Linked DNA regions of Mus musculus: region 1 is linked to region 2. The links are chromatin contacts, called in public Hi-C maps. All regions are on one chromosome and are shown on one strand. Each heading gives the region's core, a stretch centred on a gene start, on an enhancer-like site or on the middle of the called end of the contact. The rest is flanking DNA. Distances are from core to core; before and after follow the strand shown. Region 1 holds the start of 5031425F14Rik (RIKEN cDNA 5031425F14 gene). Region 2 has its middle 5.4 kb from the start of Gm30796.

What was found. A called contact is a pair of places that touch in the nucleus more often than the background predicts.
Region 1: a Hi-C map of natural killer cells shows a contact between it and region 2, with 4 times the contacts expected there. The contact joins the promoter of 5031425F14Rik here to the enhancer-like site in region 2. A contact is called at or near these places in 13 of 484 Hi-C or Micro-C datasets (B cells, CD8 T cells, the HL-1 cell line and 8 more) and 5 of 115 datasets of contacts at active chromatin or transcription factors (cardiomyocytes, embryonic stem cells, fibro-adipogenic progenitors and 2 more).

Annotation. Positions count from the first base shown.
Region 1 is chr2:166,445,431-166,448,775 of GRCm38.p6, forward strand. 5031425F14Rik (RIKEN cDNA 5031425F14 gene) reads left to right here and starts at 2,021. Exons shown (of 3, transcript NR_015558.3): 1 at 2,021-3,217.
Region 2 is chr2:166,397,815-166,401,151 of GRCm38.p6, forward strand. No RefSeq gene overlaps it. Among named protein-coding and RNA genes, the nearest start is that of Gm30796, 5.4 kb to the right of the region's middle. Within about 2 kb of position 1,422, at least 110 of the 459 cell types and tissues checked have an H3K27ac peak or open chromatin away from gene starts, as enhancers often do. A contact at or near this core is called in B cells, CD8 T cells, the HL-1 cell line and 5 more, where this site is marked.

The DNA of each region.
Region 1 (3,345 bases), core at 771-3,270, 48 kb after region 2:
CAGCAATTAAGCCGAGAGAGAGTTCCAGCCGCTGTGTTTTTAATCTGAATTTTTCCTGTTCCACAGCCATGCAGCTTTCAGGGGCCCATCCTGTCACTCGTATTTTGGAGAAGACCGGGCTTGACAAGGGAAGCCACTGGCCCTGTCAGTCAGGGCTGAGCCCCACAGCACCAAGTGTCAGTAGAGATGAGGTCCTGTGCTGGCTGCTGCTCAGTCAGGACGTTTTGCGTAATTGAAAGGCGAAGTTAACAGCAGTAAAGAAAATTAACTCGGATGCCCAACGGTTGGTGAAGCAGAGCGTGGAAAACAAATGGAGCAGAGGCGACAGTGAGCTCAGCCTGTCCCTTTATAAAGAGACAGAGGAACCTGCCTGGGGAGGATGCCTGTGTGGTTAAATCAGGGCTGTGGCTGGGACCAGGACACAGGTTGAAATCAGCTGTCCCCTCTCCAGCTGTGCCCTGCACAGGGCTGCGTTAGGAAGAAGCTCTGCAGCCTGAGAGTGCACAGCACACAGGCACACGGGGACCTGGCGCTACCAGACACACTGGTGGGGCTTAGATCCCTCCATGCTCTGTGGAAGCGTCTCATGGAAGCCACTCCACAGTCCCAGGGGTGACAGCGGGGTCTGTCACTCTCCTACTTCCTGGGTGTCACACTGGGGCAGAAGAACAAGCGCTAAGCTGTATGTAAGCGCCCTGCCTGTGCTCCTGTAGGAACAGGAAGAAAGCCACTCTCCATCCATGTCCCAGAGTGGGGACAGGGAGAGACCCTCTTCCTGTGGAAGCCCCTGTTTGTTCCTGCAGCCTGACCCAGCCTGCTCTTTTCTTATTTGTTCTTTGTTCTAACCAGCCCATCCAGGGCTCAGAGAGGAGATGAATAAGAAGTGTCCTTCTTGGAGACCCCTGGGATGTCTGGTGTTGGAGCTGTATAGCAGTGGTGTGTTTTCTGTCCCTGTGACTTCCACTTTCCCAGTGAAGTAAACAGTACCATGATAAATCTCTCTGCTGCCCCTTCATGTGGGCCACATGGTCAGTGGTAGGTTTTTAAAAAACCTTAGTCAACAAAATTCAACGTTTCTGCTTGGTGAGATTACACTGGCAACTCCTGGGTTGTGTGAGCTACCCTGTGTGTCTAATCCACCACCCTTCCTTTGCTATAAGGATCCAGATTAAGTTCCACCTGATAGTGTGAACCGTCCCCTTGGGTTCCTGGGCTTGACCACCTAGTGTCCTGTCAGCAGCTCTGTTTGGGGGATTTTAGAATCCTTCTATATATAGGGTCTAGTTGGAGGAAGTGAGTCACTTGTGGCTGGGCCTTTCTTAGCCCCACCCCTGGTATAGCAGTCCTGGCTGTTTCCTGAGCCTCTAGGCCAGTGGTTCTCAAACTTCCTAATACAGTGACCCTTTGATACACTTCCTCATGTTGTGGTGACCTCCAACCACAAAATTATTTGTTGCTACTTCATAACTGTAATTTGTTGCTCTCGTGAATCATAACGTATGTATCTGATACACAGGATCTGATATGTGAGTCCCAAAGGGGTCACAACCCATAGATTGAAAACCAGTGCTCTAGGATCTAAGCAAGCAGTGGGAGATTCCGGCAGCCACAGTGGGGAGTCACAGGGGACTCTGCCATGAATGCCTTTCCCACCATGAGAAAGGGCGCTTTGTCACCATGTGAACCCAGAGGAAGCCTTGGTCCCTTAAGGTGTATCTTCCGTGAATGTCACTCAGATGTGTAACTACCTGTGACTGCCACCCTTTGCCCTTGTTAAACTAGGTGGTCATGGCCTGTGGCTGGCCTGGCAGCTTTAATCTTTGGGTTCTTTGCCCACAAGAGTCCAGATGCACTTCATCTGAAGAGTGAAATTCAACCTTATGTCTACTTCTCATCCATATTTATTTGCCCTGAGCTTAAGCACACACCCACTGCTGCCTAAGGTTTGAAAGACCCCCCAACTTCCAGAACCCCCTTCACTTCCTCTCCTTCCCCATCTTTCCCACAAGAAGAGGGCTACAGGAGAGCCACAGACTCCAGAAGCAACACATGACCATTGGCCTCCCCAGAACTTCCTGGGACTTGCCTCACACCCTGCTTTCACGCTCTAGGCTCCTTTCTTTCTCTGGTGATATTTCCTCCCAATAACTCTGAGCTGGAGCAGCCCTGAGCTGGAGAGACTCTGAACTGGAGCAGCCCTGAGCTGGAGCAGCCCTATGCTGGAGGGACCCTGAGCTGGAGCAGCCCTGTGCTGGAGGGACCCTGAGCTGGAGCAGCCCTGTGCTGGAGGGACCCTGAGCTGGAGCAGCCCTGTGCTGGAGGGACCCTGAGCTGGAGCAGCCCTGTGCTGGAGGGACCCTGAGCTGGAGCAGCCCTGTGCTGGAGGGACCCTGAGCTGGAGCAGCCCTGTGCTGGAGGGACCCTGAGCTGGAGCAGCCCTGTGCTGGAGGGACCCTGAGCTGGAGCAGCCCTGTGCTGGAGGGACCCTGAGCTGGAGCAGCCCTGTGCTGGGACCCTGAGCTGGAGCAGCCCTGAGCTGGAGAGACTCTGAATTGGAGCAGCCCTGAGCTGGAGAGACTCTGAGCTGGAACAGCCCTATGCTGGAGGGACCCTGAGCTGGAGCAGCCCTGTGCTGGAGGGACCCTGAGCTGGAGCAGCCCTGTGCTGGAGGGACCCTGAGCTGGAGCAGCCCTGTGCTGGAGGGACCCTGAGCTGGAGCAGCCTTGTGCTGGAGAGACCCCGAGCTGGAACAGCCCCGAGCTGGAACAGTCCCGAGCTGCCTCTCTTGTTAGGAGTGAGCTGGTTTATCTGTGGGTCACGGAGGTGTACTGAGCTCCATCTGCAGATCAGTTAATCGCTAACAAATGTGGGCGAGTTTTCACCCAGCACAGACCACAGGCCGTGTCTCAGACGCTTTGCCAAGCCATTTTGGAGCTGTAAGCAACTGGCCTGCTTCCAAGCTGAATCTGTTCTGGCACACAGAGGCCATGAGCCTGTGAAGCTCTGACTCTGGCACTGGGATTGGGTTCGTGAGGAATCATGAGCCATGAGATGGCCTCCAGTCGGTCAGCAGGGCAGGAAGGGACTAGGACTCAGGATTAGGGGCCGAGTCATCACTGACCTTCACAGCGACCTCTGCACTGGCAGAGGTGGGAAGTGGGGTTTTCAGAACGCCTGCTTCGGTTGCTGGGCACTCTGCTTGGTTAGAGAGATGGTGGTAAGTTTGTCTGCCTCCATTTCCAAGTGGGCCGTCACAGGCATAACGGGGTTGGAGATACCAACAGACCAAAGAAGAAAAGCAACAGCTCGGTTATCACTAAGCCTTTCCATGGCTCACTGATGAGG
Region 2 (3,337 bases), core at 172-2,671:
TAAGTGTCCCCTGCCTCCAACCCAGTGCTTCTGGCTTTCCCCTCTGCTCAATAGCCCATTCCTATTCTTGGAAGTCCATTTCCCTTGCTCAGTGATCTTGCTTCTTGGCTCACCTTTATTTCTGTTTCTCACCATATGTGCCCAGTGTAGTCCTTTGTCTTGAGACACGAGAACCTAGATGGTTCACCAGAGAGTCAGGCTCGTACCTGTTACAGTGTGTTACCAAGCTTTTCCCTTCCAAGTCTCAGGCTCTCCTCAAAGCTGCTGCTGCTGTTGCTGCTGCTGCTGCCGCCGCCGCCGCCATTGCTCCTGCCTCTGGGAGGCACCTCTTCCTGCCAGCCCCACTCCCTGTCCCCAGGTGCCTGTCCTTACTACGTCACCTGTGCAAATGTGTCACATCCACCTCAGGGCAGATGGCACGAGCCACTGTCAAGCAGTGCATCTTTTGCTTAGTGTGTGTTGTAGGTTAAGCCGTCTCACAGAGTCGGGTAAGCATCCCATGACCTCATTTGCTCGCCCATGAGCTCCCCAGTGTCCCAAGCAATGCTGAGCTGGATTCATTTGCCTAAAGGCGTCCAGATGTATGTCAGCACTCCATTCCCCACAAAACCCAGTTGAGAAGCACGGCCTTTGGGAGTAGTTAAGTCACGAGACCATGCCTTGATGGAAAGTGGCCCTCAGCGAACGCCAGCTCTTCCAGAACCTTGACCTCAATCTTCTCAGACCTAGAAACCTAAGAAATAATCCTATTGTCATTTGTCCACTCTGGGGTGTAGCACTGAAGCTACCAAGGCTCATTAAATATGGCTGAAGTGGGATCCAGGATGCAGCAGGACAGAGGAAGGAGGACTAGGGAAGAGAAGTGAGGATCCACCTTAGTGGCCAAGGACAGAGCGAGCTCTGACCTGATCTGCCAGGCCTGACCCAGACTCTGAAGAAGCGGAGGCAACCCCAGCCGCTGCAGTGAGCGCCCCAAGAAGCCAACAGCTGTGGGCTCACTGAAAAATCTCACTTAAGCCTCTTCCTTTTCCATCCCGCTATCCTTGGAGTCAATCAGCCTTGTGCATCCTTGTCCCTGGCTCTGGGTCTGTGCTCTGACCAGTCCCCTGTGCTCGCCTGCCCAGCACACTGGGCTTCAGAGAGCTTGCTTAATCCACTTCTAAACTGTACATTTAAACAAACCTCTGGACTGATGCAGGCAGCTGTGCGTGACCAGCACACGGAGAGCCTCACCCTGGAGCATTAACCCCATTTATTAAAACTGCTGTAACTACCAGGATTTCAGCATCTCTAACTCAGAAACATGTGTCCTGGGCCCCTCCTCCCGGCCCCAGCTCTGATGCTGAAGGACAGCTAGGGTGGGAGGGAGGGAGGTAGGGAGGTGGGAGGCAGGAACTGCCCTGCCTGGGTTAAATATTTAAGAGGAGGCTGGCTAGCCAGCCAACCAAAATGTGCTTTCCCCAGCGTCAGCCTGGGGGTGGTGAGGGTGCAGAAAAAGCAGATCTAGTTTCTTTCCATGACTAAACCTCCCCACAGCAAAGGGCCGAGGCTGAGGTCATCCTGACACCTTTCTCTGTGACTTCAGTGGCTCATCCAGCCCCTGACTGATGACATTTAAGTTCCAGGCCCAGCCCATGCATCCTGCTGGGACAACATTTTCCAGGCACTTCACACTCACGCTGAAGCTCTGGGCGATCTCCTGGGCCAGCTCCAGGAACCTGCTATGCAATTATTTGGCTAGTCTTTTAAAACTGGCCTGCCTTGGGCCTGGTTAAAGTTGGTAAAGTTTTCACCTCAGAAGCATGAGGGCCTGAGTCCAATCCTCCAGCACCCAGGCAAGGTGACATACATCTGTCACCACAGTGCTGGGGTGTGGGTGACCGATTAGCTCCCAGGCCAGCTACTCATACCAAGTTCTGGAGCTCCTGACAACACCCCCTCATCATGCCTCAGCCACCAATTCTGAGCAGACACAGCCTCAGCCTCTGGGAAGCAGCAGACTCATCTCCCTATATGGGTGCAGGTGCCTAGTGCGTGTCCCTCCTGCCTCAGGGTGTCAGCCATGAGGTTGGGGGAAGGGACCTTTCTCACAGCACCTGGGTGACAAGGATGCTTCTTGTGGCACTCAGAGGGAGCCGAAGTGTGGGCTGCACCCACACCTCTATCAAACGTGGGAGTGGTAAACGCAAGCTTGGTCACTCTGAAAACAGGGTCAAGCTGGGTGTCTGTCATAGTTTCTGAGCCCAGCTCCTTGGGTCCTGAAGGTGCCACGAGCTTAGCCAGGCAGAACACTGACAGGCAGGCAGGCAGACAGCACAAACTAGTATTTTTTGTTTTGTTTTGTTTTCTTCTTGGTTAGCTACCAACTCTTCTGTTTTGTTTTGTAATCAATAGATTTTTGCTTCTGGCTCTTCTCAAAACATCAGAGGACCTGTTCACATTGTGCCCCCTTCCTCCATGTAGGGAAAGACACCCTGACTCTTGCATATTATAAAAATCAAGCCAAATGCTGTTGCTGTTTTTAGTCATGAGAAGCCTGGGTTTAAATTTGGCTTCTGAACCCATAATCAATTAAGCAGGTGTCGAGAAGGTGGCGCTGAACTTCCTTAATGAGCACGGGAACAGGATGAGAAAAGGCCACGTGGCTAATTCTCCCTCTCCACCTGTCGATGGCTCTGCCACAGGGGCTTCTGGGAGGAACCTGCTGTGGCCCTCTGACTGAAGGAAGCGGGTCGGCTGTGACCTTGGGGACTGCAACTCCACACAGAAATCACACGTGCCTATTTTTTTCCTTGATTCCTCGGCAGTGAGGCATAGCCCAGAAGGTGAGCCTCTAAGTTTACCCACATAGAACCCAGAAACCTGCCGCCCCTAGCCTAGCACCCCAACCCCACCCCAGTCCTCCCCCTTTCTCTCTCTAGCCCTCCTTCTCGAATTTTCCAACCTCCACTTGTACCATAGGCCCAGCTGCCCAGCAGAGCCCTAGAAGCTACTGTTTCCTCTCCCCCACCCTCCCCGACCCCAACTCTCCCCTTTCCTCACACCCGCCCCCTGTCAGTCCAGCAACACCTGCAAAGCAGGGTTGGATTGGGCCTGTCTCTGTCACCTCACTGGCTTTTGGGGACCCTGCAGGCTCCCTCTCTAGGGCCCCTATGTCTTTATGCCCACACCCTTGCCCACCTTCACTTGAGGAGGGCCTTTCTCCTTCCATGCTGCCGAACTTTCTAGAAGGAGAACTCAGAGCCCCCTAACTTTTGACTCCTCTCTCCCGCCAGCTCACAAGCACAGATGTCAGTCATCCCAAGAGTCAGAGACCCGTGGCATTTAATAACTGTTT